2 separate regions of the Mus musculus genome follow, and region 1 is linked to region 2. Evidence: chromatin contacts called from public HiChIP or PLAC-seq data. All regions are on one chromosome and are shown on one strand. Each heading gives the region's core, a stretch centred on a gene start, on an enhancer-like site or on the middle of the called end of the contact. The rest is flanking DNA. Distances are from core to core; before and after follow the strand shown. Region 1 overlaps Ptprg (protein tyrosine phosphatase, receptor type, G). Region 2 has its middle 130 kb from the start of Gm41097.

What was found. HiChIP or PLAC-seq counts read pairs in DNA pulled down with a chosen protein or histone mark.
Region 1: a contact with region 2 is called in an H3K27ac HiChIP or PLAC-seq map of embryonic stem cells, with 7 times the contacts expected there. The contact joins two enhancer-like sites. A contact is called at or near these places in 1 of 39 promoter capture datasets (pre-B cells) and 2 of 115 datasets of contacts at active chromatin or transcription factors (both in embryonic stem cells).

What each region holds. Positions count from the first base shown.
Region 1 is chr14:11,560,828-11,565,613 of GRCm38.p6, forward strand. The region is part of intron 1 of Ptprg (protein tyrosine phosphatase, receptor type, G); the gene reads left to right. Among named protein-coding and RNA genes, the nearest start is that of Ptprg, 9.7 kb to the left of the region's middle. Within about 2 kb of position 2,219, at least 18 of the 459 cell types and tissues checked have an H3K27ac peak or open chromatin away from gene starts, as enhancers often do. A contact at or near this core is called in embryonic stem cells, where this site is marked.
Region 2 is chr14:9,318,016-9,323,001 of GRCm38.p6, forward strand. No RefSeq gene overlaps it. Among named protein-coding and RNA genes, the nearest start is that of Gm41097, 130 kb to the right of the region's middle. Within about 2 kb of position 1,311, at least 34 of the 459 cell types and tissues checked have an H3K27ac peak or open chromatin away from gene starts, as enhancers often do. A contact at or near this core is called in embryonic stem cells, where this site is marked.

The sequences.
Region 1 (4,786 bases), core at 969-3,468, 2.2 Mb after region 2:
TAGTTAGGTGCCTGCTTTCTTTGACATGCAAGTGCTGAAATCTGAGATGGTCTTTGTCCACACTCTGATGGCTAAACTTCCTGGAGGCCCGAGATATCAATCTTTCTGATCCTTGAAAGACAAGGAGTGGCTTACATGCACCCTGGGGGGTCAGTGTGAGCCCGCTGCAGACAGATGTTGATGTGGGGTGTTGGCTCAATTATTCTCAGCTTTATAATTGGGACCGGGTTTCTTGGTGAACCTGGGGCTCTCCTGATTTGGCCTCACCAGGATTGGTATTACAGATTTGGGCCACAGAGGCAGGCTTTTCATATGGATCCTGGGATTCCAAACTCCGGTCTTCATGGTTGCGTCAGACAGACACATCACTGACTGAACCTTTGCTCCACCCCCTCCGTGAGCTCTTATCGTGTGCTTCTTGCTCTGTAACTGTCTTTGGGTTTTAGTGGGATGGATTAAGAGGGTGCCAGCAGTGGTATTGAGGTATTTGCTCTCCTTTTGCACCCAGGTTGCACTTTAGCAGACTTGGATGTTGTGCAGGAGATACCATGCCAGCCACAGCTCCTGCCCTCTCCCCCCAGTTCCGAAGGCCCAAGTCAGCACAGCACAGTGGTTTTCTGGCCAAACAACAAAATGTGATTTTAAACTTGAGCTATTTTGGGGGAGTAGCAAAGTGACACAGTTGGCTGCTGAAATCTAACAACTAAAAAAGAAGAAACTAAAGCACAGTTCATGGAATATGTAACACTTCCTCAGGAAATAGGACAAGTGCTCTTATTTTGGGCCTGTGATACTATGTTTCTGACGAGCAAAGAGGCAGGCTGCTGGATCAGGCAGTGGGTATATACTTTTGAGGAATTCCTATCAGTTACTATGTGACTCCAAAAGCTGTCTGGTTTCTCATGCCGACTGCCTCATAAAGTCTTCAGCAGCTTAAATCAGATCGGTACATTTATCTGGATGGATTTGCATGAAGGACACAGCCATTAGCATTTTACCAGGCCTAGGAACAGAGTCTAGATGAGTGAGGAAATACTGTTATCTTTCAAGATCTTTCCTAACTTAAATCATGTATTTATTTAGTGTGTGTGTATTTGTGCATGGCGTGTGCCCGTGTGTGCCCGTGTGTGCCCGTGTGTGTGTGTGTGTGTGTGTGTGTGTGTGCGCGCGCGCGCGCGCGCGCGCGCGCGCGCAGTGCAAGTGGAGGTCAGAGGTCATCCTTTCATGCTACTCCTTAGGCATTATCTACCTTTTTTTTGTTTGTTTTGTTTTTTTGTTTTTTCGAGACAGGGTTTCTCTGTGTAGCCCTGGCTGTCCTGGAACTCACTCTGTAGACCAGGCTGGCCTCGAACTCAGAAATCCACCTGTCTCTGCCTCCCAAGTGCTGGGATTAAAGGCATGCACCACCACTGCCCAGTATCTACCTTGTTTTTGAGATAAGGTCTCTCCTTAGCTTGCAGCTTGTCCACTAGACTAGGCCAGGGAGAATCAGGGAGCCACCTGACTCCACCTCCCAAGCACTTGAGTTCACAAGCTTGTAAGACCATGGACATCTTGTGTACTAGAATTCCGGGGATCAGACTCATGTCTTCTAGCATGGAAGGCAAACACTTCCCCAACTGAGCCACACTCCCAATCCTTCTAGATAGTCATTTTAAGATTTTTAAGAATTGTCAAGATGATGGCCTAGAGAAGGCTCAGGAGTTAAGAGTATACTGCAGGGGTTTCCTGCCTTTGGCACGGTTGAAAGCTTTAGTTATTTGGATAGAGTGCATAGTGTCTCTGAATTTGTTGGTGGTAATGTAAATTATGTAAATAATATAAAATCATTTGGTTTGTGTCTTAGTTAGGGTTTTATTGTTTATACATTGAGCATGGCAACTTTTATAAAGAAGAGCATTTATTTGGGGGCTGGCTTACACTTCAGAGGTCTAGTCCATCCTCATCATGGTGGGAAGCAAGGTGGCATATAGGCAGTCATGGTGCTGGAGAAGGAGCAGAGAGTCTAGGTCTTATTCTGTTGGCAGGAGAAGTGAATGCTTTTAGACCTACAGGGAGGCCATTTTATTCAAACCACTACAGTTTGTAATTCGAGATCTGTTTTGTAGTTGAGAGTGGACCTTGCCTAGGAGACTTAGCCAGCCCTAAGCTGTGATCCTCCTGACTCAGCCTCCTCCTGAGTGAATGCTGGCACTGTAGGTATCTGCCACCACACCCAGCTCTTTTTGTAATTTGAGAACCAGCTGGAGCTTTGACTACTGTGCCTTTCATTATCCTACACCTCACAGTGGTGGGCTGTAGGTTCTGAGTCACCCAGGCTTGGGGAACGGGGCTGAGGGAATTAGTTGGACTTGGCAGGAGATAATGTGGGTTCTGGGATTTTTCTTCTGGAGTGTAAAACTAGCTGTAAGGATCCTACTTACCAGCTGTGGGATCCTACTCAAGACATTTATTTTCTTCCTTCTTTCCTTTCCTTTGTGGGTGGTGGGAAGGATCTCATGTAACCCAAGTTGGCCTTGAACTCCTGATCTTCTATCTTTTAGCCATAAGAGTTGTGTTGAGACTTGAATCCATGACGCGATTCAAGTGGGAGTTCTATTGGCTGCACCACATCCTCAGCCTACACTTTGATGTCTTTTGAGTTTATTTTTCTCATCTTTAGCTAAACCATTTCTAAGATTCTTTTGCAGTTTTAAAGTTCACTGGAACCTCGGGAGGGTTGTGACCTTTGTGTCCTATGCACTCTGTGGGGCACAGTGCCTGCTAACCTTTTCCTGGGTTGGCTTTCTTGCTATAGGGTGTTTCTGGGTGGGGTGGTCTCTGGGGCAGGGGACTGGCTTGGTAGTACAGGCCTGTAATCCTAGTGAGGTGAAGCTAAGCCGGGAGCATGGCAAACTTAGTGAGACTTTTCCTCAGAAGATAAAAAGAGGGCCGGAGGTGTTGTTCCATGGTAGAACTCTTACCCAGCGTCCTTGAAGTCCTAGGTTCATTCTTTAGACTGAAAAGAAATAAGTATTCTCCCTGGGGGTGGAGAGATGGTTCAAAGGTTAAAACCCATACTGCTTCGGCCAAGGGTTAGAGTTTGAATCCAAGCACACACAATAGGTTGCAAGTCCAGCTGCAGGGCTTCAGGTCTCCATCGGTACCTACACACAGTATGCATTGACCCCCTCATACATACAATAAAACAATAAACAATACAAACAATAAAAACAACCTTGTAAAAAAGGAGTCCTCTCTCTCTGGTATCATTATTGCTCTCTCTTCTCTCCTAGTGAGTGGGTCCAGGATGGCTATAAATGTGTCCGCACCCCTCCCATGCCCGGTACTGGGGAATGAACCCAGGGCCTGTGCATGGTAGGCATACTGTCCATGGCTGATCTGACCTTTGTTTTTCCTTTCTTTTTAGAAACGTACTGATGGGGCTGGAGAGCTGGCTCAGTGGTTATGAGCACTTACTGCTCTTCCAGAGGACCTGGGTTTAGCCTCATGTCCCTACACTGTAGCTTACACCACCTGTAACTAGATAGAGTTTCAGTGAATCCAAATTCCCTTGTGACCTCTAATGGCTGCTCCTTCATGCATGCATACATACACTCAGGCACACACACACACACACACACACACACACTCAAAGCAATCATACCAAAAAACTAAAACAAAACCCCAGATAACTAGCACCTGTGGGACGGGCTGGTGATACAGTTTCAGACAAGAGGGCCATTGTCCCTGATTCCTGCCTGCAGCCTTGCTAGTTACTCTCACTTGACAGTGAGGTGGGCAGGGCAAAAGTATTCCAGGGTTTGACCTCATGACCTTGTTCAGAACAGGAGCCTGACCCATACCTGGTGGGAACATCGTCTAGATGACCTCTGGCCTTGAGGACTGGCAGGAATGAGTGAGGCTGGAGGCTGGAGTGAGTCCCTGGCTTTTCTGCTGTGAGACTGAATAAGCCCTGAGAAGGGAAAATCTAGTCCTGTTGAGCGTCAGTACAAAATGTCACTTCAGACAGGGCTTGGAATCTTGACTGCTACTTAATCCTGCAGACTGTTACAACATTTCTTTCTCCTTCTTGGCCTGTTTCGTCACTGTTCATATCGAGTTGGTACTAATCAATGAAACAGGATTGTAAGAGCTGAGTACTTCTCTCCTTGGCTATTTATTGATTTCCCTAAATTGAAAAGTATGTTAGGTCGGTCTTTGGATACTGCAACCTTGCCTTGACCTCGTGACATAGCCAAGGATGATCCCATCTCCTGTCTCCACCATGGAGGGTGGGGAGTAGAAGACTATGTTACCGTGCCCCACTTCTGTGCTCTGGGGAGAAGCTAACCCATGGCCTGAGCATGCTGGGTAAGCAATCTCCCAACCAAGCTATACCCCTGCTCCAAATTTTCTTTGGAGATAAGGCCTTACCGTATAGCTAAGGTTAGCTTAGAACTCAGGATGCCCCAACTTCTTTGCCTCATGGGTTCTAGATTACATGGGCTCTAGACTTTTGACTGAACATTCAACCTTATTGATCCTGAAATACAGCTCAAAAGCTTTATGTTTGCTCACATCAACACAGTTTTTGGTGGCTTTTAAATTTTACGGATGTTTTTTGCCTGCATGCATGTCTGTTTGGCACACACATGCAGTGCCTGAGGAGGCCAGAAGAGGGCTGGTCAGAGTACTGACTGCTCTTCCAGAGGACCTGGGTTTGATTCATAGCACCCACAGGGTGGCTAACAATGTCTATAACTTCAGTTCCAGAGGCTCTGATGTCATCTTCTGGCCTCTGAGA
Region 2 (4,986 bases), core at 61-2,560:
ATCTCCTAACCCTTTTGGTGTCTTACAAGTAACACTTGAGTTATCAACTGCTGTGTCTGGAAGGGAATGAGTGGAGAAAGCATCCAATCCACTTACTTTGCAAATGAGGAAAATCACATCAGCTGATTTTCCCAGGGTCACCTACCTTTAAGTGACAAGCTTGGGACTAAAGACCAGTTGTGATTCCCAGGAAATTCTGAATTTGCTTCTAAGCTTACAACATAGTAATTGCTTCCATCATTTGAATTGACACCTGCCTAAACAGTGTGAGGTTCAACTTCATCTCAATATGGGGTTGTAATTGTCGAGAGCATAGTCTGTTACTCAAACCCATATTTGGTGAAAAATCACTTGTAATTCAAGTTAGCACTTGATTTATTTTTTAGGGCTTGTCAAGTTTCAGAAATAATGAGCTCCATACACTGGGCTTCTTTCAGGGTTGGGTATTGTAGTCAGGAATCGTTCTTGATAATATCTTCTGAGCTGAAGGCCTATGTCTAGCATGTTTTATTATAAGGTTCACTCATATCAGCTCTACAGAAGCACATACCAACAGAAAGAGGGATAAGAGGAGTTTGCAGTGCCGTTTTGTGTGTTTAACTGAGTGTGGGGTAGTGCACTGAGATTTGAGAATGTGTTGATGTAAAAGCCTCATTTGTATGGAAACCCTCTGGCCGAGGTTCTTTTCTTGTTCCTTTTTCATTATGCCCCTCTGTGCTGCAAACCCATGCCACAATAAAGGGATGTACTTTCACTGAAAAATATCAAAAAGCAGTGTGTTAATGTCAAGCATTAACTGAGAAGCTGCTGAAGATAGAGTAGAAACTCAGGCTTGTTCAAACTCTTCTGTCTATGGCAAGAGCCACACCCACTAGGCTGCAAATGTATCCCTGCTCTTTTCTAAACATTTGTCTTTCTGTTCTGTGATCTAGTTCTTGATCCTTTGGAGCACCAAACTGAAGGTCATGTCCTTGTTCCTAAACAAGTGCATGACCTAGGAACATTTGCTTGATTGTGTTTACCATTTCAGGGAGTTTAATTGCCTCCAGAGTCCACTGGGAGGCCCCAAGGTAGCAAATCTTGTTACTATGCTGATTTCCTTTTTCCTTAGAACTTGCAGGTTACAAGGAGAACATTTTGATTTCTTACTTGAAATCTTAAAGCATGAACACTGATGACTACCTAATGGTAGTCCAATATGCGTGATTTGAATATGAAATCCCTCTTACATTTTCATGATGGACTCTTTCTTGTATGGTAGGTGTGGCTCCCACTATCCCTTTGTTGGGAGAACTTCCAGTCTGATCTTGGAGGATTCCTAACAAAAGCTTTGTTTGCGTGAGTCCCTTCACATTTTCATCAGTTCAACCTCTAAGGACCTGAAGTTAATAGCAAAAACAATCAAAGTTTTTGCAAGGATGGTAACAAATGTTTGGTCATTTGAAGAACAAATAGGTATTAGGTGTAAGAGGGGCAATACAGGAAAGGACATATAAGGAAAAGATTCAGAACTAAAGTGTAACAGAGATTCAACATTGTATAAAGAATATCAAATGAAATATGCATATTAGGGTCAGCAATGGATAAGGCAGTATATTTGTTCAGTTTTTATGTATTGTGTGACACAAATATCTAAACCTGGGTACTACTGACCAAATTCTTGTGAGGCGGCATGATCATGTAATTATTCTAAATGAAATGGTCACATTAGGAGCAACATATGCAAAGGGCATTTATTGAGTCATGTTTGCATTGAATGTGATAAATAATGTGCTATTTTGACCTCTCGACTACTCTCACCTTGGCATTATTTGGCTTTGCTCCCAGTTTCTAATGGGAGATCCACCCTTTTGTTTCAGTTTACCTCTCTTTGTGCTGTGTTTCTAAGCCTTGTTTCAATGAAAGTTAGGCTTTTATAACTCGGTGTGCACGCCCAAACATTCCGATATCTGTCTTCACTTGTATATGTACAGAAATAGATGTCTGTAAATAGGAAAGGAATTTGAAGCTTTTCTGCCAAGGCATTGGCCCTATTTCCCCAGGGAACTGAGGTTAGAAGGGAGTGATGGAAAGAACCGAGCCACATTTTTCTCTACATGCTTCTGTGTTGTTTTAACTCTATATCATAAACACATAGTGTAATTAAGGGGAAAAGCTAAACTTAACATACCACCAAATAACAAGGAACACTTTCTCTTTTCCTTTTGCAGGTATGAAGATCAACTAAAGCAATCGATGCCTCAAGAGAAATTTCAGAACTTGTGCTTCCTTAAAAAAAAAAAAAAAAAAAATCACACAGTGAAGCACTGTACCCTGGCCTTGCTCTGGTTTCAGTAGCTCTGGATTGTTTCAGTATGAAGATCTATAATACTTAATAGAAATGCCAGTGATAGTGCAGGGCTCCTATGCCATCCCACAGCATCCAGCCGACACTGCCATGTCCCTCATGCTCTACAAGTGGGACATCTGTAGCCAATGCTCTCTTCTTTTCCATTTCTCTTCTTTTCCATTTTGTCACCAGGCTACAAGGAAAACAGGAAAAGTTTTAAACAAGAAGTCTTTTTTTTTTAAGCTCATTGAGCCCCAGCCTTTCTTTTCTGTGACAGTGTAGCCCAAATTAAATGTAAGTCCTTAATGTGATGGACACTTCCTAGCAGCACAGGGTGTGACAGCAAGCAGGCAGAATGATATACCATAATACCACATAACCACATAATCAGATGGGAATTTAAAAGACTCACTCAACAGTTCGTCGACTATGATCCACTTCTGGGTAAGATGCGGCACTGACTGAAACAATGATGGGTGCACAGACATACTGTCAGATGCTGCACGGGAGAGACAGGAATATGGGCAGTCTGTGCTGGGCCGATTTACAGTGCTACTGTAAAGAAAGCGGGGTAATAAAGAGAGACGACTTGCATGTACTAGTTTATGCTGTCTGGTAGTAATAGAGATCACTCAGTCATGGGATGATGAGCCCTGTTTCTGCAGTTCAGATCTTGTCTCTTTGTGTAGGAGCTGTGTGATTCTGTCCAACTCAAGAAACCTCTCTTCTTATCTATAAGATGAAGTTAGCAACAATGGCAACCTTGTGGATTGTTAAGACATCGGATAACGTTCATATCACACATTTATAGCTAAAGGAAACATGAACTGAGCATATAAGTGTTTGTTCGTCCTATAATGAGCTGAGTCAGTTCCAAGGTTCTGGCCTATTTCTTTGGACTCTGTAAGAGGTTTTATGATTGTTCCCTTTCCATAGGTTAGGACAGTGGAGCTCAGAGATGGAGTAGTAACCCAGGGCATGTCAAGAGCAAGATTTAAATAAATTCCTTAACTACCCAAGGCCCACACTGTGAGCTGTGACTAGATGCTGGAGACAAGCAGCCCATCCAAGTCTAACCTCCAGTCCATACTGCAAACACTGTAGGTTCAAGGTGTCTAGCTTCTCTGGGGAATGATACAAGTCCTGGTACAAGGTAGAGGTGAGGAAAGTGCAGGATTGTGAACATGAATTGTGCCCTGAAATATGCAAGTTGAATGATAAGCCTAGAATATACTTGGCCACAGTAAGAAAAATGGATTGTAAACATAGGGATAGGTGTCTGTCAGGCAAAGATCAGTGCTATGTGCTCACCATTCAGCATTGTGCTATGTGCTCACCATTCAGCATTGTGCTATGTGCTCACCATTCAGCATTGTGCTATGTGCTCACCATTCAGCATTGTGCTATGTGCTCACCATTCAGCATTGTGCTAACCCAAGTACATTAGAACAGTAGCCTGTCTTCTCCTTGATGGTGACCTCGCTTCTGGAAAGGATTCTCTTAGCTTTATTAAAAAGGCGTTCAGTGAAAATTCAGAGCATGAGGCAATCTCCCTGTGGCGGGCACCAGACCACCATCCCTACAACAAGCTGAGAGGCACAATTGCATTTTCTTCCTGCTAATAAACTTCCTTGCATATTTTAAATCTAAAGTGAGAAGAAAAGAAAGCAGAGAGCCCAGGAGGGATTTTTGTCTTCAGTGAATAATAATTTTACAAGATCAGGGCAACGTGAAGAGGAATAAAATTAAGAAGATATTAAGAAATATAAATTAAGCATATAGTTTTTTTTCTTTTGGCTCTTATTGAAGTCTCTGAGGAGATCATTGTCTAGCTGCTGGATAAATGGGAAAAATTTGTTTTTAAAATTTTTCATAGTTGCTTAACATTAAAGTTTTAGAAGAAATTAATCTGTTAGTGAAAAGAACCTAGCAATTGGCATATACACTATTCTTATTTAGCTCTAACTGTCAAAGCAAAACTGTGGGCCACCAAAATGATAATAAGGTGTGTATTTGACAGTGTTTTGACAATATTTAACATACAACATGGATTTATATTCAATAATAAAATTCACATCAACAAAATCAATTGTAAACTTACAATAGCTTTGTCTATGATTGAATTTCCCATTGTGGCCATGAAAAAGAGGACAGAGGTATGTTTTGTTTGAAGAACCAATGCCATTCCCACATGCTTCCAAACAGGTAAAAACAAAACAAAACATTTCAATTTTCTTATAAGCCAATGCAAATATTGGCTACAAAACAGATTATGATACAGCAGCACCTAGGATGTATGGTTTCCTTGCTGACAAGGGAAATGAGAAAACCAAGACAGAAGGACAGACGGTTCCAATAAATACAACCTCTGTGTTAACTCAGGCAAGGAAACATCCCAGATCATCTCCATCACCCTCCACAATGTGATTTCTTCCATAACTGCTCCCCAGGGAAAACTGCTGAGCTGATATCGGCAGTGTGGAGCTCTTTAGTGATGAGGAAGGACTTCTAGTATCTAACATACACAATGCATCGTGGGTTGAACTTAAAAATGGTAGGTTGGGGGCTGCAGAGATGACTCAATCAGTAAAGTGTCTGTCTCAAAAGCAGCAAAGACCCAAATTCTCAGTATCCATATAAAAAGTCAGAGATGGTAA